Linked DNA regions of Mus musculus: region 1 is linked to region 2. A link is a contact called in public Hi-C data. All regions are on one chromosome and are shown on one strand. The core of a region is the stretch at or near the end of the contact, and the rest is flanking DNA. Distances in the headings are between cores, read along the strand shown. Region 1 has its middle 18 kb from the start of Gm14064. Region 2 overlaps Slx4ip (SLX4 interacting protein).

Region 1 (3,735 bases), core at 1,226-3,725, 730 kb before region 2:
TAGAGTGACAGAGAGGAAATATGTTTCATTGAGTAAACCCTGCTTATTCTTCATAAATCTCTCTAGTGGTTTTTTTTTTTTTTTAGTGAGTTACATGAGTGACTCAGGATGTCATGGCTAAATGTCCCTCCCCGACTTCAATATTGTTCAGAGAAATAGTAATAACCTCACCAACAATGTGCTCAAAAGTTTCATTCTATTCTTTTCTTAATGCAACAGGAATACTTTAAGATTTGCTTGCTATTTTTTCTCCAAGCACAAAGCATCCTTGATGTACTACGCATGTGTATATTTTTATTTATTTTCTTGTTCTACGATAATAGAAATAACCCAAAGTGAAGATCACTTTTGAGAAGAAATGAGCATTTCTCTATTAATGCTGTTTGTCCTGTGATAACCTTAGGGTCCTGTGTTGCATTGGAACAAAATGGGCTCCAAGAAGAAAGGATTCATGTAAATAAAGATAAAATGACGGCCTGGATATTTACATGAAAGACATTATACTGGCTTACAATAAAAAAATATGATGTAAACAGAGACCAGGATACAAACCAATAGGCAAAAGGATCAGTTTTGTATTGTTGCAATAATGTCATTTAACAATCTGTCCCTGGACTCTGGTTCCAAGCAGTACAATTTACTCTGCTCCTATGTCTTTGGGTTAAGGACTTAGGTGACACTGACGTGGGCCTGTTCATGTTCTCAGTCTCTGGATGATTTAGCATGGCCTCTTCTAAGACAGCTGGAGAGACATAAAACTGTTTCTCCTGTTTCATTACCTGGAAAGTTTTTCAGGGCATAACGTCATGGTTGGGAAAAGCAGGCATGGTGCGAGCAAGCAGGAATGTGAATGTACTGAAGGCTTTAGGCAGAATGGAACAGTATCCTTCCAATGATTGTGCATGCCACTCCAAGAACAGCTCACACCAAGGACCCTGCGTCTTGGTTGGAGGGACTGCAGTACCACAGATGCTATGCAAAAGAGCAGGAGAATCATTGGAAACTTCTCCAGTGTTTCTTCTAGAATGAAGGCAATATTCTGCCGAGGAGCCTAGATTTTGAAGCTCTGCATGTACACAGTTTACTCTCTTTTTATCCTATGTGCCTTTCAACACTGTTCTGCAAACAGCTCATTAGACTCCAAAGATGATGATTGAGGTGGGCTTTGAGCCCAGTAAAATGAGATCATAAGGAAAACTGTAACTTGGTTTCCTTCAGAATCATCACCAGGAAGATATGATGGAGCTGTTGTGCACAGCAATGAGGACCACCTCCACTCCCCTCCCCTCCCTAGACTTTCTCTCTCTCTCTTTCTTTCTTTCTTTCTTTCTTTCTTTCTTTCTTTCTTTCTTTCTTTCTTTCTTTCTTCCTTCCTTCCTTCCTTCCTTCCTTCCTTCCTTCCTTTCTTTCTTTCTTTCTTTCTTTCTTTCTTTCTTTCTTTCTTTCTGTTTTTGTTTTGAAGACAGGGTTTCCCCGTGTAGCCTTCACTGTCCTGGAACTCACTCTGTAGACCAGACTGGCCTCAAACTCAGAAATCTGCCTGCCTCTGCCTCCCAAGTGCTGGGATTAAAGGTGTGCACCATCACACCAGGCTCTAGATTTTCTCTGTAGTATTAGAACACTGTTTTTCTGCTTAAGTTTATACCACTTCAACCTCTGCCAATTCCAAGAAGCCTCTTTATTTGCTGAAGAGACCATGACTACATGGGTCCAGAAGCAAATATGGGAAGGAAGACTCATTCATTCACTTCCCCACAGTGACTGGCATCATGACATAGACTGTGGTTCCAAATGATTCTCTGCCCACCTTGAAAGGAAGCCAAGGCCTAATTGGCCCCATATTCCAGTGGTCAGCAAGCCTTGGTAACCTCTGTAGACCTGATCATTAAAGAGGACAAACCTCATGTGCGCATCTCTGCCAGCTTTCCCCATGCCTATTGGTCTAGGTGCAAAATAAAACATAAAAAAAAAGGAAAACCAAAGGCTTGCTCATCTCCTGTGACTCTACAGGGGAATTCCAATCACACAGAGAACGCCCTGTCCCTGCTTCCCACCTATTTCACCCCACACAGGAGGAACAAGCCTAGGGGAAGAACTCATTTCCCTGTTCCACTATTTGTAAGCACATTTTCCAGATCACTTCTGACTTTTTGATTTCATAAGGCTTCTGCATCCAAAGGAGGTTGAGAATTGGTCTAACCTCACAACAGACTCCTTAGCTCCTTCTCAAAGGTAAAATGCTTATCTGCCTAAAGAAGAATGGAAATTTGCATGGCTGACAGTGAGAACTTCTGCCCTGTTGGCATACAAACAGGGCTTCATGCTGATGGCAGCTTTGGGGTAGGGGTGGGGGTTATTTTCTGCAGACCGTTATCAACAGGAAATCTAACTACAGCTAATGCAGCAGGACAGTTTGGCTAGGCTGTGGAAACAAATGTTTTAGAGCCCTTAAGATAACTGTCGCTCACCTTCCAGACTCATTAATCACTGGCAAGCTGAAGCCATCCAGTAAGGAGGAAGCAAAGGGGTGGGGGATGTGGAATATATGTCAAACAAATCATGCTCTTGTGCTAACATCAAAGATAGAAAGCTCTAGTGACATATAGAATATTAAGTCCCCTTTGTTCTGTGTGTGTGTGTGTGTGTGTGTGTGTGAGAGAGAGAGAGAGAGAGAGAGAGAGAGAGAGAGAGAGAGAGAGAGAGAGAGAACAGAGACTACCAAGAATCAGAAAAAGGGATGAAAAATAAAGACAGGAAGAGAGTTGGGCTTTAGGGTGCAGGCTTGTAATCTCAACGCCCGAAAGCATGAGGCAGGAGCATTACTGTGAGTTCCAAGGAAGCCTGGGCAACAATTTAAGACCCTGTCTCAAAAACAAAAACAGACAAACAAAACAACAGAGAGGAAGAGCTTGAGGCCTAAAAAAACAATGTGGCTCTATGATCCCAAACTGTAAACCGTGTCGCTTGATCCCTTTCATCTCACTCCTGTCTCTGGTAGGGGATTTATTACTGTGTCTGGAGGAAATAAGAGTAAGAAGCAGAAGAGACACCCAAAGAGATAAAACTACATATATACCCCTATATTTCTGCCTTCTTCCGAGAACAAAGCAAATACCGGAGTGCTCCGTCTTTTCTATTAATTTTTAAGAAACGTGATGTGGTTGTAATGCTTCCTAAACTAGTTTCCAGCCAGGATTTCCCAAGTGCATCTAATTGCCAACTTTATCAAAGGCTCTATCAGGTAAATGGTGTTCCACCTCCGCTGAGCCTGCTGAAGGTTGACACCCAGGACTTGTCAGGCAATGGATCACAGTGCTGGCATGGGGGCCCCTTGTTCTGGGTTCCTGCAAGAGGGTGACAGTAAATTATGACATCTGCCAGGAAGTTCTGAACAGGGCTGTGTGACCGGATACACCTACCCAACACATGAGGAAAGCTTTTAGGATGTGACTGGAGATGTGGCTGAAAACTCTTAAAGGGACAAAGAGCCTTTGTCCTCACAACAGTAAAGGAAGATGATTCCAGATCATGTACTTTACCCTTTCATGGCATTTAATGACCTATTTTGATGTTGGAGTGAGTTATGTTGCCTGGCAGTTGGAAAGTGTTCCAGATTTTTAGATTCTGCTTCTCCATCCTCTTACAGTTATTAAGAGAGCAGCCAGTATCCTGCTTTCTGTCTAAGATAAAGAAACTGATGATGAACCAGGCTAAGTGATGCCTTGACCTTGGCCA
Region 2 (3,648 bases), core at 735-3,234:
GTGGTGTATCCTAGTAAGTATGTTGGGATGGAAGCAAGAGAAATACACGTGTGTATAACAGACTCTGGAGTACCTATATACACAACCAATGGGCAAGCAGACCAGAATTTAAGGTTCCGTGATAATCTGAGACTGAGCCATCCATTTTAACAGCAATTCAGTCGGCCTGCTTTCTTGGATCACAGTATCTAGAGAAGTTACCTTAGGAAACATAGAACAATGATGCCCTCTACAGCCTTTAGAGAGAATCCATACAGTTGGTGAAGGATCCTGAGTCTACCTTTCTAGTAAAGATTGTTTTAACACTAGAAGATAAAATAAAACACATACTTTGCATGTGCATCAGGAAAAACAAAATCATTATAAGAAAATAGTGTTACAGTTTAATGTTGAATGACATAGAAGTGAACTCTACATGTTGTCATTCTGTTATCTGTTTAAGAAGAATTAATTGGCTAACTGTTGGTGTGCTGTGGAAGTAGCTCAGAGGGTAAAATGCAAGCATGAGAATCTAACTTTGATCCAGAGAACTCACAAAGAAAAATTGAGAACATCTTTAATCTCCCCACTGTGGAGGCAGAGACCAGTGGATCCCTAGGACCTGCAGACCAGCCAGTCAAACCTGTTTGCTGAGTTCCAGGCCACTAAGACACCCTGTCTCAAAAGGTACAGGTGGATGCTAAGGAATGACACCCCAGGTTGGCCTCTGGCTACACATATGTGAACATGTGTACAATCAAGTACACACACATACAGCATGCATAAACAATTACAAATAAACAGAAGCTGCTTGTAAAAGAATTATTTTAAAAGTCACTAGGAACACCTATGGCAGAAATAGAGAAAGACAGAACTTTTAAGTAAAGGATATACCACAAATTGAAGATTACACATTACCTGTCCAGAAAAAGAAGTTATGAGGAAAAAACACAGAAGGAGTGGTACTGGTCACCTCGGTAATATCCTAGAGTATTCAGGTCCCGTGACATAAAAGAAACAGAGGAGAAGTCCTTCTCGGGGGTGTTCTAGGACAATGTGTGCAATGTGTGACAATAAGATGCACCTACTGGGCACTGAACATAAAGTAAGTATAATTAGCATAGGAATATTTGGTTTCTATATCAAAGAAAACAAGACTCATTCATCAGGCAAACCTGGAGCAGTCTGGCAAGTAGAAGAAAACATGAAACATTTTTCAGTTATAAAAAAAGGAAACAAAAACAGGTTTTATTCCAAGGAAACAGACTGTGACAGGGAGGCCTGAGAACTGACAGAGAACACTTGGTAAAAGAAGCTTTATTTCAAAACAAATACATCCTCTTGCTGCAAAGCCATCAATACCCACAGCAACTCTCCTATGGTGTAAGAAGGTACCCCAAACCTCCACAGCCATGATAGTTTGAGCTGGGTAATGTCAGAAAGCTGCTAGCAGTTTTGTTCCAGTTCCATCAAGTAAGCAGCACACACCTAGCTGCACACATTTCCCAATCTGGCAATGCAGCAACAGCAGTCTGCACACTCGGAGCACATTGCCAGCCACGGCACTACAGCCCAAAGCCTTCAAAAGAACAGAGCTCTCAAAAGAAACAGCTGAAGAGGTTGGGAAAGTGGTGAGTTTAAGACTCAGGAGAAGGAATACACTTATCCTTCTTAGGCTTTCAAAGTTAGGCAAAGACAAATATTGGAAAAGTGTTCTCAGGGATACAGGTCGCTCTCCTCTCAGCTGTATTTCTTATAAATACCAGGATTACTTGAAGTGCCTTTAATTGTTCTTTTGGAGCGCTTCACTTCAATCTTTCTTAACATCCAGAAGGTCAGTAAGTAGAACTCACCCTATATGGAAATACCTGCTGCAATCTTGTTTTCAATGCTTCATACCAGATCAATGCATCAACTTTCAAATAAGCAATGGTGACACAGTCAGTGGCGCATTCCCCTTTAGGTACACCAAAAACCTAGGACACAGGCTGTAAGTGATTCACAGAGGGAAGCTAGCAAGACAAAAGCCTGACAGCCAATCTCTATTCAGCTGTCTCTTTCTCTAGAAATGCAATGCATTGCTCTTCCCATTCGCTTTTACTATAACAAGGAAATCACATCAATATTTGAGCATATTTAACTTTTTCTGGTGTTCTACAAATGCAAAGACTGATGAAATGTTAGCTGAAATGTAGATCTCAGTATAAAACTAAAATTGCTACCAGGAGAAAGAAAAAGCATAAATAATAAAGATATAAAGAAAAATTTAAAATATAGTAAACTCATTTCCTTTTTATGCATTAATAAACATTTACACCTATTATATTTCAACTTTAGAAAACAACTCAGGCTTTTTACACCAGTACTTCCCCACAGACCCCAAAGAAAAAGTGGACAGTATGGACCAGCAAAAGGAGATGCTGTCAGCCTTCTACAGTGGTGGGAAGGGGCAAAGGGTCACTGCACATTCCCTGTAGAAGACAAAGCCAGATCCACATTCCAGGGAAATTTGGCTGGTCCAAGTTTTCCTTAAATACAGATTGGCCTGCCTGTCACTAAGCCAGGCTCTGTAATCTTCCCAGGCTGCCATTGCTAGGGAAGCCAGGAATCCCTTCTAATTAATCAACTCTCACAACAAAAATTTTCCCACCCACGAAACAGTAAGTGGTTGGGAGGGGAAGTGGGAAAGCAGTCTTCGTGGCCAAAAGAATCGTAGACTTTGCTGTAATACCGAACTAATCCAAGAAAACAGATGCAGGAAGCAGAGGAAATGATCTAGAGACAGACAATGAGCTTGGGGGCTTTCACTGTACTGCTCTTCTGGAGCCCAAGTTAAACATGTTAAATCTTAAAATGTAATTACTGGGAATGAAGCCTGGCAACATTTTACTCTTCTTAAAGCCAGGAATGGGACCCTGAACTTTTCCTGAGGCAGATATCAGATACATGATTGGACATTTTAAGCAATAATTTATTGTTCTGTTTCTTTTCTCGAACACTTTGTGTTTTAATGGACAAATATCTATGATTAATACTTGAGTGTTCATATCTGTTACTATTTGCTTTGGGCTTGCCTGATGCTTGTAGTAAGCGTTCAATGAAACCTTCATTAACTAACCTTGGGTTAATTCCATTGAATGCTTACTGTGACATGCTTTAAGCAGGTAAGAACATTTACAGCCATTTAGACCTATTCTGCCAGGGCCAGGAGTAACTCAAGTCTACAGCTCATCTGGCATGCATGAGACTTTGGATTTTAAGCACTGAAATGTATGTGTGTGTGTTGTGTGGTGTGGTGTGGTGTGTGTGTGTTTGTGTGTGTGTGTGTGTGTGTGTGTGTGTGTGTGATCCAATACAACTGTTACTAGCTACCGGCACCTACTGAGTATTTGATATTTGGCTAGTAGAAAGTGAGATGTGTTTCAAGAAATATTTACACACATATTATAAAATTAAAGCAATGTTATGTCTACTTTGTAGGCAGTGAGCTCTGCCTTTATTATAACTACTTAAACCAGCCCACTAAAGCTTAAGCAACCAGAGACAACTGATGACAAATAGAAGTGCCTGTGTACAAATAAAACTTTATTTTTTCTAAAACAAATGGCTGTCATACATGCTTTAGTTTGCTAACATCTGTCTAAACCTGACTTTTGTTTGATTCTAAAA

Evidence for each region. A called contact is a pair of places that touch in the nucleus more often than the background predicts.
Region 1: a contact with region 2 is called in a Hi-C map of the N1E-115 cell line, with 11 times the contacts expected there. The contact joins two enhancer-like sites. A contact is called at or near these places in 1 of 484 Hi-C or Micro-C datasets (the N1E-115 cell line) and 1 of 9 other capture datasets (adipose tissue).

What each region holds. Positions count from the first base shown.
Region 1 is chr2:137,643,106-137,646,840 of GRCm38.p6, reverse strand. No RefSeq gene overlaps it. Among named protein-coding and RNA genes, the nearest start is that of Gm14064, 18 kb to the left of the region's middle. Within about 2 kb of position 2,475, at least 16 of the 459 cell types and tissues checked have an H3K27ac peak or open chromatin away from gene starts, as enhancers often do. A contact at or near this core is called in the N1E-115 cell line, where this site is marked.
Region 2 is chr2:136,911,102-136,914,749 of GRCm38.p6, reverse strand. All of the region lies in intron 2 of Slx4ip (SLX4 interacting protein), which reads right to left. Among named protein-coding and RNA genes, the nearest start is that of Slx4ip, 21 kb to the right of the region's middle. Within about 2 kb of position 1,984, at least 25 of the 459 cell types and tissues checked have an H3K27ac peak or open chromatin away from gene starts, as enhancers often do. A contact at or near this core is called in the N1E-115 cell line, where this site is marked.